4 separate regions of the Mus musculus genome follow, and all the other regions are linked to region 1. The links are chromatin contacts, called in public Hi-C and promoter capture Hi-C maps. All regions are on one chromosome and are shown on one strand. The core of a region is the stretch at or near the end of the contact, and the rest is flanking DNA. Distances in the headings are between cores, read along the strand shown. Region 1 holds the start of Hint3 (histidine triad nucleotide binding protein 3). Region 2 holds the start of Nt5dc1 (5'-nucleotidase domain containing 1). Region 3 holds the start of Tspyl1 (testis-specific protein, Y-encoded-like 1). Region 4 holds the start of Rwdd1 (RWD domain containing 1).

Region 1 (3,303 bases), core at 326-2,825:
ATATCTAAAACAAGCAAGTCCATTTGAAAGAGCATCTTAAAGCCATGGTATCTAAGGTGTTAACAATTTTAATTAGCAAAAGAGCAATTAAATCAGCTAATATTGCTAAGTATGAATTCAGGCATAGCAACACTTCTGTGGGTTCTCAAACATTGTTTCATTTTTCGATTCTAAGAGCTAGCTAGCTTTCTTTCTTTCTTTCTTTCTGTTTTTGTTTGGTTTGTTTGTTTGTTTGTTTTTGTTTTGTTTTTCAAGGGATTTCTCTGCATAGCCTTAGCTGTCCTTGAATTCACTGCATTGACCAGGTTGGCCTCCAACAGAGAGATCTTTCTGCCTCTGCCTTTCTGAGTGCTGGAATTAAAGGCATGTACCACTACCACTCAGCTATTTCTAAGAGCCCCTTAAAAATAATTCGTATCAATGCCATGAGACTCATACACAAAGAGTAAGACACTGCCCTTGGTACTGGTAAGCCCCCTGCTAAGAATATGTGATATGCCCTTTGCTTAAATGAATTCTAAAAATACAGTAAGAAAACCATACAGAGATCTGTGAGGCAAAGAATCATCTCTGACTTTTGTTGGAAAGATTCCTCAAACAAATTCTTCATGATGCTGGCAACCCTGATTATACCAAAACAAATAATTTCCTCTGCTCTTATTTGTATAATTATATATCAACAACTTATATAAGTGCAATCATTTCCTGTGTTTACAATGAATATATGTGTAATAAGAATTTTAAATGCAAGATGATAAATCTCTCTCAAAAGATTAACTCTTTATGAAGGATGATGAGATGTAAAAATGTTAGACCCAGGGGAAAGGGAGAGTTTTCTGGAATTTCCAGGCATGACATGACTGTTGCTCTCCCGATCTCGCAGCAAGTATGATTAACTACACTTGATCTGCACAGGTTTGAACCCTGTCGAGATCTTGTAACGAAAAGGGGAGTAGTTCATGAGGCTCTCACGGTAGATAAGGAAGATTCTTACAAGCTATTAACTGTAAGTATCAGTTCGACTTCAGACCCAGTCCTGAAACCCCATTCCAGCCCATTTCAGTCAAATTCACACTTCTTCACCACGTCCAAGACCTGTTTTCAGCAAGTTGTACGCTCTCTAACGATACTGGAAGAATACATAATTTTAAAATTACTATCTAGAGAAGAGGAAGACTCCCTAAAATAAAAGTAAAGACACAGGATGCTGCTGTGTTGCAAATGCATGCGAGGGAGGCGAGAATGCTGGGCTCTATCACTGCTATCTCTCCCTACTGAACAGCAAAGGCAACACTGGAGACCTCTGGGTCCCTGACAGAAGTCAGTCACTGTTTAGTTCGTCTGCAGAGACAGAAGCCTGCGAGCAGGGATTGGATGCCTGGTCCCCACCCACCCGGCCTGTCGCCGCCCACCTCACAGTGAAAGAGTTCAGTTTTGGGTTCCTGACCCGCCGCCACGCGGCAGAACACGCAGTTGCTGTCATAGTTCCAGGACTCCGAGGTCCCAGGCGAGGACCCCTCGGGATCCGGCTCTCCGACCAAGCCCGCTTGCTTCTCAGCCATGGCGGCCGAAAGGCGACGTCAGGATCAGCTGAGGTGCGCAAGGCCCGCCTCGGGCGGATGCACCTGGAATCGCCGCCCTAGGGTGGCCCGCCTAGTGACACGGAGTCTGCGCACGCGCAGGGCCAGACTCTGGGTATGGGACACACCAGATAGCTCGGCCTCTAAAAGGGCGACGATCAGAGGGCAAGCCCGGCGCTCCGTGATGACGAAAGCAGCGCAGCCGCAGGAGCCCACTGCTCAAAGGCGTTTTCTGACGGGAAGACCTATCCAGGGGTTGGTAACATTCATCTAAAGTGTAAAGGATATTGCTTTCACGTCCCTATAGTGTATTACACTCCCGTTACAAAAGAAAAAGAGTATAGAAATTCGATTCTTTTAAGGGTATGAGAGGATGAGTCAAACGTATAGAGAGCCTTGTTTGGCAAAGTGAAATTTCCGAGTTTCCTGTGTACTTACTTGTTCAGCCACAGTAATTTTAGGATCTGAAACCAAACCAAACAAACAAACCCGGCCAAATTGGTCTCTACATGTTTGCTTTTGTTTATAGTACAATGTAAATCGAAAGGGTCTCCTATCACACATATGTCATATGGAGAGAAAAGGTAGTAATTGAGAAATTCCCTGCCAGGTCACCTGATTCATTGTAACAATTTTCTCTTGTATTCCCGGCTATTTAGGAAAGAGAGGGAGAGAAACCCTTTGGGAACAATCATGCGCGGAAAAGTATCAGTTCTTAAGTATGATGTGATCTCACCTTTTTACAATACATGGCATTTGCTGAGCACCAAATACTCTGTTTCTCTAATTGTGAAAACTCCCAAGGTTGATTATTTTATTACAGGTCTACAGAAAGAGACAGATTCAGACTTATTTTCTTACCACTTACCCAAATGATAAAATTCAAATAAATGTCTAGTTCTAGAACCCATAATAACACTTAGTGTGACTTTAAACTCAGTAGTGATTTTAAGTGAATTATCTTGTAATCTGAAACAGTAACGTAAGTTAAGTAAGAGTACATGCACATTCACGTTGCATTTAATTCCCTTTGTAGTTAACCATATGGTGTGCAATCATGACAATAGCTTCTCAGATCATCACAAGTTTGAGGCAGGACTCAGAAGCAGAAAATTTGACTTTGACACATTTAAATATTATCATGTTCCATGTCTGTTCTTACACTTTCATATCACGCTGCTTTTTTATGGTGTGTGTATGCATGCACACACACAGTAGCTGTATGTCTTTATCCATGTAGGTACTTGAGTACTTGGGCTGCCTCTTGGGCCATGGTGGGGGGGGGGGTGATCTGTAGATGCCTTTCATAACTGCTTGTTTGATATTGAAAGCTTTTGAGTTGACTTTGGCTTTGGTAAGGACAGGAGTTTCATCCTTTATTCTTGGTGCTATCATAGTGGAAATGTTCCCATAGACATTTCACAACAGTCTGATGAATAAAAGAATGATTTTCAGATCCCACGGGAAAACACTTTTGAGTTATGAGAGTTGCACAGTCACAAACAGAAGTGCTTTTTTAGTAAAGGCTATGAGTGGTAAGGGTCAGGAGCCTTGTATGGGGGCAGGTGGGGATGGCTATAACAAACACCAGAGCCTGATATTGTGAATTAAGCATTTAGGGCCCTGTCTGTATGCTTCCATATGGGTGTTGTCTTGGGATAGATGTTTGCACACAGTTATTATAGGGCAAAAGTTTTTCAGTTCTCTCTTCCTTGACAAAATG
Region 2 (3,303 bases), core at 555-3,054, 3.8 Mb after region 1:
ATTGTAAGTGGTGACACAAAAGGCTTCCTAGGAGGGAAGAGAAGGACGGCGGTGGGAGGGTGATTTCATAATTTAAGTACTTAAGATGAGACCCCACATGATGAAGAGACACTGAATGGAAGGGAAGAGACCCTCCCTCCGGGACAGGCAATAGCAAGCCTTGGCAAATACTCCTCTCCCCCATAAGAATGCAAAAGAACTTTACATCGTCTTTCTGGTAACAGGTTGCTAACCACAGAGAGGCTCCTACTTGTGTGTGGTTGATGTGTGTCCCTAACTATGTCCTGGTGTTCAGCACTCGGTGAGACTTAGGATTTCTATACCAAGCATAACCAAGATTCACCAGGGTATCGTTTTCAGCCTTTAATCAGCACTGCGATTCAAAACTTGCAGTAGAGTATCTTCTGAATCTTCTATCCTAAAATGTGTATGCTCACACACGCACAAAACTGGCTTTTTAACATGACAGAGGTTAAACAACATTCTCCATGAACGACAGTGAATACAGATGAAGGGCATAAGATGAACCAGACTGGAATCTGAACGCCGTGGAAGGAAAGAAATTAGCACCCAGAGAACACTCTGAAAGAGTAGCCAAAGGACCAAGACTTAAATGTCTTTAAACTATGAGAAAGGAAATGAGATCTGTGCAACTGGCAAGCAAAACAGAGCCCCAGCAGGGACACACACCTTTTTTTTTTTTTAAAGCATCTGTATGCTTGAAAACACACCGGAGTGATTCAGGAGCCTCATTTTTGATTTTGGAGAATCTGACCAACTGGGGCACTGACAGGACTACACTGACTGTGGTCTGCACTAGTGATGTGGTGGGTGCTAACCGTAATAGCAAACAATCGGCTGCACACTTAATCCTCGAAAGGTTAATTGAGAAGGAACCCAGATTATTTGCCCAGTGTCACAGGGCTAGGCACTTGGTGCCAGGGTCCCGAACCAGGGACTTTGACTGCAGAGTCCTGCTTAGACTTCTCACTGTGATATTCTTAATTCTTTAGTTTCTTGTGAACCCAAAGGGTCAGAGAAAGCAGGGCGATTAAGATGAGGGTATAAGCCTACAAATAAAGCAATCTAATCCCCTCATATTCTGGGTAGATTCTGTTGAGATTACAACTTTATTTAAAACGCACAGATCAAGTAGTACGTGCACAATAAATGCTTGTTTTCTTCTCTTGGTAAAGACAAAAGGAGGTCTAAGATGTTAACGACTTCTCCCAGTGTTTCTCACAATACTATTTATTATACAGTCTCTCCCTGTATGAAATACTTAAACTCTGACAGGTGATTACTTGGGTGTGCAAAAGGAAAGATGCAGCCATGTTTTCTTGAAGTTCAAAACAAGTGGCTGTACCCACTCAGCTGGTGCCCAGAGGAGTTGGAAAAAATAATAGGGCCTGGGATCAACAAATGACACACAAAGCCCCTGACCCCGCTTTTTCAGGGTTCTACAAGTCGGCTTCCCGGCTCGGTCTTGCGCTATCTTCTGCCCCTGGCTTCCTCCTCAAGACCGCAGAACCCCTGAAAGTACACTTCCGCCCAGCGGCCGGGGACCTACGACACTCTACACAGCCGCCTTTAGAGGCTGTCCGTGCCACTCACCCGGGCGCTCTCGGGCAGGTTGTAGCGGCACAGCGTGTGGTCGAGATCGAAGCCGACCACGTCGCAGGCGCCCAGGGAGAAGTGCTGAGCCATGGCAGGGCAGCGGCGGGTAACGCAGACCGGAAGGCCGGTAGAGCATGCGAGAAGTTGCCGGGACTCTACAAGCGTAACTCGCAGGCAGGACGCGGAGCGGGGCGGGGCTTGACGGGGCGGGGCTTGACGGGGCGGAGCTTGGCGGGGCGGAGGCTTATATAAGACAGACGGGCGGGGCGTGGTCTGGTCGGGAGGAGCTAGTCAAGTAGGGCGGGTTCTGAGCACACTCCCGCGTCTCCAAGTCAGTGGCCTGTCTGCCTCCTGGATCGCCCCAGTTTTGCTGGCTGGTTCAGGCCAGTTCCACGGCTTGCTTCCAGCTAGTACAGTGCAGCAGGAGCTAAAATGCTCAACTAGGACCCTGCTAGCCAATGTCCTTAATGTAGCTTAAGGTTTCACAGAATTAGTGGGAATTCTCGTTCATTTTTCAGGCGCCACACTACTAAATGATACCAGTGAAACCTCATCCCTTGAGGCTTGAGTGTGGGAGCAGTGTGTGAGAAAATTATGAGCACAAATAACTGTTGGACCCTGTGATGGTTTGTATATTCTTGGACTAGGGAGTGACACCATTTGGAGGTGTGGCCTTGTTGGAATAGGTGTGACCAGGTTGGAATAGGTGTGTCACTGTGGGCGTGGGCATAAGATCCTCACCCTAGTTGCCTGGAAGTCAGTCTTCCACTAGCAGCCTTTGGATGAAGACATAGAACGCTCAGCTCTGCCTGCACCATGCCTGCCTGGATGCTGCCATGCTCCCACCTTGATGATAATGGACTGAACCTCTGTACCTGTAAGCCAGCCCCAATTAAATGTTGTTTTTTATAAGACTTGCCTTGGTCATGGTGTCTGTTCACAGCAGTAAAACTCTGACTAATACAGACCCCTTTAGCATACAGTTTGGTAAGTGGACTTTGAAAGTTGAATCAACAGCTTTATTACTCTATAGTTTGGTAATAAGACATGAAAGACATTCCTGGCATCATTTCAGCCATTGGAATGCATTAAAAAATATATTACGTATTATGGAAGACCACCTTACCAAAAACACCAAGGCTGGTTGTATTAGTCAGGGTTCTCTAAAGACACAGAACTTATGGAATGAGTTCTCTATATATTAAAGGAATGTATTGTGATGACTTATAGTCTGTAGTTCAACTCACCGAGCATTGGTCAACTGTTAATAGGAATTCGAAGAGTTTGGTAGTTGCTCCGTCCCGTGAGGCTAGTTGTTTGAACTGGTCTTCTGTAGAAGTAGGTCTTGTGAGACTAGGCTGGGGCCTAGCAAACACAGAAGTGGATGCTCACAGTCAGCTATTGGATGGATCACAAAGCCCCCAATGGAGGAGCTAGAGAACATATCCAAGGAGCTAAAGGGATCTACAACCCTATAGGTGGAACAACAATATGAACTAACCAGTACCCCGGAGCTCTTGACTCTAGCTGCATATGTATCAAAAGATGGCCTAGTCGGCCATCACTGGAAAGAGAGGCCTATTGGACACGCAAACTTTATATGCCCCAGTACAGGGGAATGCCAGGGCCCAAAAATGGGAATGGGTGGGTAGGGAAGTGTGTGTGTGTGGGGGGTATGGGGGATAG
Region 3 (3,303 bases), core at 230-2,729, 3.7 Mb after region 1:
CATTTTCTAAAGGAGAAGTCGCTCCCTCTAGTGACAGTCGTTGGAAATAACACGCCTAGCAAGAATTTAACCGTGGAAATTCCTTTCTCTGTGTGGAAGAAACAGTGCAAGGGAGAGAGGAGGAGACATTATTTACCAGAACTTCACCAAAATTGGATTACAGTTTCAGAAGACCTGACATAGGCATCTGTGTCACTCTCCATCCGCAGTTACTTTTATGAGATGTGTAATTTTCTAACCACGCCATTCTTATTGGTGCGTTTACCACTGTGATAAATGCCACGTCATATAGTTCTTATAATAACCTAAGTCGGTGACCCCTTTGCTATACTAAAATCGCCACCACTACAGTAAGCTTTATAGTAAAATTGTTAAATTTTCTATTTATGTGTGTAGATGGGTTATATTGTCTATGAACTTTATCGAAAAACGTTAAATGGTGTTTTGGAAATATTTGTTATACAGAAGGTGACATTTTTCTGGTAAATTTGAATTTGAGGACCACGAATAACTACCTTCTTTTTCTCAAAACAGAAAGGAAATGAATGTGTTCTTAAATATTAATCTATTTATGGATGCGGAAAGGAGGTGGGAGAAAATATGTATCAACTTGATATAGACTATGCATTTATGCCTATGTCCTAAAGTGACGTCACATCCCGTTCAGAGAACCCGGGAATCAAATGTCCAGGGCTCAAATCATCGCTCTGTCATTTTCTATGTTATTCTGGTAAGAGACCCAGTCTCTCCTTGTCTCAATAAAATGGATATCTTAATACATCAGAGGATTGTTATGCAAACTATTCGATGCCACGGTGCAAGACACACCAGTAAAAACAATCATTAATGATGACCACAAAATCTTTTCCAAAAAGAATAATTCCCAAAGCAAACCCACAGATCTTTGTTCCCCAGTAACGTCAGAGCTTAGAATAGAACTGAGTTTTTATTATTATTTTGAGCCAACGTGTATGCAGCCCAGGTTAGCCTCCAAGTCAACGATCCTCCTCAGCACCAGAGCACTGAGGCGACAGACAAGGGCCATCACACCAAGCTAGACTTCATTATTTTTTTCAGTTCTGTGGTGGTGGTGGTGGTGGTGGTGGTGGTGGTGGTGGTGGTGGGGAACCGTGGCATTCACCTTGGTTAATACAAACATTTGGCTCCTAGCTTTGTCTAATACCAGGAGGTGTTTTTACCGTTCCACATAAGTGGAAAGGGGATGAACTTGTTTGCAGACACAGACACACACACGGCTGCAGCCCGGATGCGGGCGAAGGGTCCAGAAGCCAGGTCCAGAAGCCCCGCCACTGTCTTCAGTCTCCTAGGATGATTGACATCCCTTTACGGAAACAAACGTGACAACCGCTATCCGCTACATTTACAGAAGCCAAACAAATACGGAAGTCACGAGCTGAAGAACCAATCAGGTGCGCTGCAGGTTCTCGCGAGACTTGCGGGCTGTGGCTCTGGCGTCACTGCGCTGGAGAGAGCGAGGGGCGGAGCTGGGGTTGCGGGGGACCGTGAGGGTTGTTGTTTGTAGGCGGAGGTCTGCGCGACTAGACCCGACATGAGCAGCCCGGAGCGGGACGAGGGGACCCCTGTCCCCGACAGCCGCGGCCACTGCGATGCTGACACTGTCTCGGGGACCCCAGACCGGCGACCGCTGCTCGGCGAGGAGAAGGCGGTGACAGGTGAGGGCCGCGCAGGGATCGTGGGGAGCCCCGCGCCCCGAGATGTCGAGGGCCTTGTCCCCCAGATTCGGGTGGCCGCAGCTAGGCAGGGAGAGTCACCTCCTTCCGTTCGGGGCCCCGCGGCAGCGGTGTTCGTGACACCGAAATATGTGGAGAAGGCCCAAGAAACTCGGGGAGCGGAGTCCCAGGCCCGTGACGTGAAGACGGAACCGGGCACCGTCGCGGCTGCAGCGGAAAAGTCAGAAGTGGCCACGCCAGGGAGCGAGGAGGTGATGGAGGTGGAGCAGAAGCCCGCGGGCGAAGAAATGGAGATGCTGGAGGCGAGTGGAGGAGTGAGGGAGGCGCCGGAGGAGGCAGGGCCCTGGCACCTGGGCATAGATCTTCGCAGGAACCCGCTGGAGGCCATCCAGCTGGAACTGGACACTGTGAATGCTCAGGCCGACAGGGCCTTCCAACATCTGGAGCAGAAGTTTGGGCGAATGCGACGACACTACCTGGAACGGAGGAACTACATCATTCAGAATATCCCAGGCTTCTGGATGACTGCCTTCCGGAACCACCCTCAGTTGTCCGCCATGATTAGGGGTCGGGATGCAGAGATGTTAAGGTACGTAACCAGTCTGGAGGTGAAGGAACTGAGACACCCTAAGACTGGCTGCAAATTCAAGTTCTTTTTTCGAAGAAACCCCTACTTCAGAAACAAGCTGATTGTCAAGGAATATGAAGTGAGATCATCTGGTCGAGTGGTGTCTCTTTCCACTCCAATCATTTGGCGGAGAGGGCATGAGCCCCAGTCCTTCATTCGCAGAAACCAAGATCTCATTTGCAGCTTCTTCACCTGGTTCTCGGACCACAGCCTTCCAGAATCTGACAGAATCGCTGAGATTATCAAAGAGGATCTGTGGCCAAACCCACTGCAATACTACCTGTGTCGTGAAGGAATCCGTAGACCCCGACGTCGCCCAATAAGGGAGCCAGTGGAGATTCCCAGGCCTTTTGGCTTCCAGTCAGGTTAATCTTTGCATTTGAAAATGCGGCCGGAACTGGTCCCTTCTCACCTGTGCTTGAGCAAATGCAACGGGTATGCAGTGTTTTGATTTCTTTCCTCCTGACTTTTCTGCATCTTCTATCTGGATAGTCTCCACCTCGAGATTAAGACTGGACATGCTTCTGCTTTCCCATGGCCTTCATGCTGTTCTGAATTAGTATCTGCTGGTTCACGGCCCTGGCTTATACCCTTTCTAAGCTCAACAATGAAACTGTATGTTACACTGCCTTTACACTGTTTGGACCCTATTGTTTTCAGTCTTACCTGTTTACTGCCACCTAGATGTCTTGCTTTAACTGGGGGCCCTTCTATTTATCTGTTCATCATGTGGCAACGTGGACACAGAGTTTTTGGACAGTTGCTGAGCCTAAACATTGAAGGAGTGGGCCACTGTCTGTGTGATTTTTTTTTTTTTTTTTTTTGGCACCACTTTCTAGGTTATATCACACTCCATTGTGTTTGCCAGTGCTCCTCACCCTCACTCTCCCACCTTTCTCCTGCTATTTTAAAGAAAAGTAGTTCAGAAACATCTGTAAGGCCAGGAGTCATTTATACTTAGCA
Region 4 (3,303 bases), core at 354-2,853, 3.4 Mb after region 1:
GGACCTAGCAAAATTCAATACAATACTGCTTTAAGACATAAAAAATGTGCCATTGTAAGACACACATGCGCGGAACTTAGTGAAGGATAACCTAATATTTAAGACAAGTTAAAAATACTGTATGCCTCATGCATTTTTGTTTCTGCCTACAAAGGGTTCATGCCTATTATATTTCTAACGTGCTAGAAAGGTCTAAACATCGTAATTCAGACTATATCGGACAACTGACACTAGCGCTTTATTTTAGTTTGACACTGACATATAAGCAAGGATAGAGAAGGAAGCCAGACTCCACACATACACTCACCCAGGTAATGACACTCTCAACCCCCTCTTCACTCATCCCTTAACATCCGCAACACAGCTGTATTGCTGGTGCGAGAGAACATGAACTCGACTGGAGCTACACAGGAGTAGCTGAGAGACATCTGCCTGTTGGCAAAGCAGAACAAAATTTGCTTCCATTGCAAAAAGTTGGTCAAAAAGTGAAGCCAAGAAAGAAAACTAAGCTAAGCAATGAAAGGGATGGTTTAGGATTTAAAGTAATATGCCTTGGGTTCTTAATTCAGACACTAAGTAATACTTGACAACACTTGGAGGAAGGGTTGTGGAATGTAAATCCCATCAATCCCCAGCCTACGTTCATACTGACTTTACCTTGAGTGCTTCCCTAATTTGAGAAGACCCATAGATAGGTTTTCCATGGAAACAGACTCACAAGGAAAGATTCTACTAATGAATTTCCTGACGGATGCTTTCCCTTAGACCCAATCAGCTCTTCCTACATCTAAGCTGAGGCTGAATCCTTAACCGAAGTCTTCAGGATGTAAGAACTAAGGACCTCTGGCTGGAGGAGGGAGAGCACAAGCCACTTGCCTTCCCTGGGCCTCCAGAACCTCGACGACGTCTAAGATACCTAAGAACCACAGCGACCACATCGTTCATCAGGCATTCTGCAGAATGCCTGATCACTCTTATAGAGAGAATAAGACATCCCCGAGTGTGCTGCTCTCAAAAGCCAGCATCCCAATCTTCTCAGCAGGGAAAACAGCTGCTACTTCACCAGAGCTTAAAATAGGAGGTAAAGGGGGGACATTAAGCGGCTCTGGAGAAACTCATCGCACTGCTAGTTCCCCCCACCCCCCGCGTGCTTCAGTGAATCTCGGATGACGGAGGTTACGCGAAACCAAAGCGGTCAGGACCAATTCCAGGGCCTCCGCAGAGCCACCCGGACCTTCGGATTTCAGGACAGTGGGGAAGGAAGCAGGCGAGTGCTGGAAACTGTCTGGAGAGCGGCAGGAAGGGCCGCGGGGCCCCGGCCTCCGCCCCGGAGCAGGAGGCCGCCAAAGTCACCTGTGAAGGAGTCGGGGTAGATGGACTCCAGAGCCTCCAACTCGTTGCGTTGTTCCTCGCCGTAATCTGTCATCGTGGCCCGCGTTGTTGCCCGTGCATCGGCGCGACTCCCTGGCGGCGGGCTGCAGCGGACACCGCGGCCGCCGGCTGCCGGGCGGGCGCACGCGCAGAGTCGGAGTGGAAAGGCCTGGAGCCACGCCTGGCACGGATTGCTGAGAAACAGCCCCGGCTCCGCGGGCCGCCCGATCCCCGCGTCGGAGTTCGACTCATCGCGCCTGGAATGCCGGCCGCCGATTCGCTGCCTGTCTGCGACGGCTCGGGATTGGCTGGGGGGTGACCGCAGCCCGCCCGGCGTTCGGGAAGGACAGCTACTGCCCGCTGCTGGGCTTTGCTGGCTTCTGATGGAGACGCCTGGCAGAGAGGCATCGCCATTCTGCGCTCGATGTGTCTGGTCTGAGTCTCGCGCAGGGCGTGGTAGTGGCGCCGAGGGCGGGGCGCGGAGGTCCAAGGGCTTCCGCTTTTCCGCGTTCCTAAACCACGTTTGTCGCCCAGAGCAGCCTGTGGGCGACAGCCAGCCCGGCTTCTTGGAACTTTCAATGGCCTGATCTGTGCAGACTCCTGGAAGCCGAGCTGGGACTTGGGGTCGGGGTTCGTCCAGAGGTCTGTCCCAGGAGGAACCCGGGAGGAAGGCTGAAAGTCGAACCAGAGGTTCTTGCACCTCACTTTAAAGTTGTGAAATAAGTGAGGCGGAAAAATTGACCTAAAGACTTGTTCAGTTGTTATTTCAGCGAACAGATAAAGGGGCGGATCTTAGTGACAGATTTGACTTTGCCAAAACTACAATAAGATACCGGAAAATAATACCTTTGATTTAGCTCTACTTCTGCTGATAGATTTGACAGCTTCAAGTCTATCACTACAACCAAAATGTCAAATGCCGTAACGGCAAAACTAAGAAAACAGATAAATATGTCTTCTTTTTTAATGAACACTAAATAGTTACTTGGTTTATATTTGTTTATAATAAAGGAACACGTACTAGCCTAAACAAAATGTGGGGAAATGTACCTCGGGAAGAATACCCCAAACATACTAAAAATGTTTCCCCAAATTTCTCTACCTTCCTTGTGTATTAAAGCTGGCTTTACTTGTATTATGCAGGTTCCATAGATGGGCTTTTTTGGCTTTGGCTTTGTGGTGATTGTTGCTGTTGCTTGCTTGTATCTTGCTTACTAGCCAGGATTGCCAGAACTCGTGTTACCCCTACCCTGGCCTCAGTGGTGCTGAGATTGTAGGTGTGAGCCACAGTGCTCCAGTTACACAGAAAGAGTTTTTTGTTTTGTGTTTAATTAGCAAGTATTCCTTACTTACAGTAAAGGAAATGCATTATGTCAAAAGTATTATGGTTTCTTGTTTTAAATAGATTAAGGGTTGCTTTTTGCCTTCTTTTAAACTTTAAAGGGGAGAAAAGGAAACTTCTGAGATGAGGTAGCATTTCAGATATAAGCTGCATATTTGTTTATTCAAAGGAATTCCGATGATTAGTTACCAGAATAGACTTCTAGGAACAGCTGCTTTAAAGTTCTGAAGGAGACAGATCACTTGGCAGGTTGGAAGACAGTGTGGAGCATTCGCCATGATCTAGTTGAGGGGCTGAGGCATAGATTATGAGGAATTCTGGAAGTGTTAGTGACTCAGACTCTTAACTTAAGAAATGCCACCATGGCCACTCAATCGGACAAAATCTGAAAAGAGAGACTGGTGGCTATGAAAATAAGCTAAATAAACCTATGCTAATTTAGGCAGGCATTGATTGTCGAGATAAGGATCAAGTTCCCAATACGTTTTATATAAATGTCAGGACTTGATGCTGATTAGTAAGGAAAGAATCAAGCTTAACTTCTGACTAGACTAACTTGCATCATGAAGTTCTGATATCAAAAATGACAG

Evidence for each region. Promoter capture Hi-C pulls out the DNA fragments that hold promoters and counts their contacts. Hi-C and Micro-C count contacts between places; a contact is called where the count stands out from the background.
Region 2: a contact with region 1 is called in a Hi-C map of muscle stem cells, with 8 times the contacts expected there. The contact joins the promoter of Nt5dc1 here to the promoter of Hint3 in region 1. A contact is called at or near these places in 1 of 39 promoter capture datasets (pre-B cells) and 1 of 484 Hi-C or Micro-C datasets (muscle stem cells).
Region 3: a contact with region 1 is called in a promoter capture Hi-C map of pre-B cells, with 6 times the contacts expected there. The contact joins the promoter of Tspyl1 here to the promoter of Hint3 in region 1. A contact is called at or near these places in 2 of 39 promoter capture datasets (hippocampal neurons and pre-B cells) and 1 of 484 Hi-C or Micro-C datasets (muscle stem cells).
Region 4: a contact with region 1 is called in a promoter capture Hi-C map of pre-B cells. The contact joins the promoter of Rwdd1 here to the promoter of Hint3 in region 1. A contact is called at or near these places in 2 of 39 promoter capture datasets (cranial neural crest and pre-B cells).

What each region holds. Positions count from the first base shown.
Region 1 is chr10:30,616,791-30,620,093 of GRCm38.p6, forward strand. It overlaps Hint3 (histidine triad nucleotide binding protein 3), which reads right to left and starts at 1,576. Exons shown (of 5, transcript NM_025798.3): 1 at 1,413-1,576. The coding sequence starts at 1,562.
Region 2 is chr10:34,416,747-34,420,049 of GRCm38.p6, forward strand. Nt5dc1 (5'-nucleotidase domain containing 1) reads right to left here and starts at 1,805. Exons shown (of 12, transcript NM_176968.5): 1 at 1,615-1,805. The coding sequence starts at 1,707.
Region 3 is chr10:34,280,711-34,284,013 of GRCm38.p6, forward strand. Tspyl1 (testis-specific protein, Y-encoded-like 1) reads left to right here and starts at 1,480. Exons shown (of 1, transcript NM_009433.3): 1 at 1,480-3,303. The coding sequence starts at 1,571. The coding sequence ends at 2,710. The region is part of intron 1 of Gm26564 (a long non-coding RNA gene); the gene reads right to left.
Region 4 is chr10:34,018,013-34,021,315 of GRCm38.p6, forward strand. Rwdd1 (RWD domain containing 1) reads right to left here and starts at 1,604. Exons shown (of 7, transcript NM_025614.3): 1 at 1,354-1,604. The coding sequence starts at 1,426.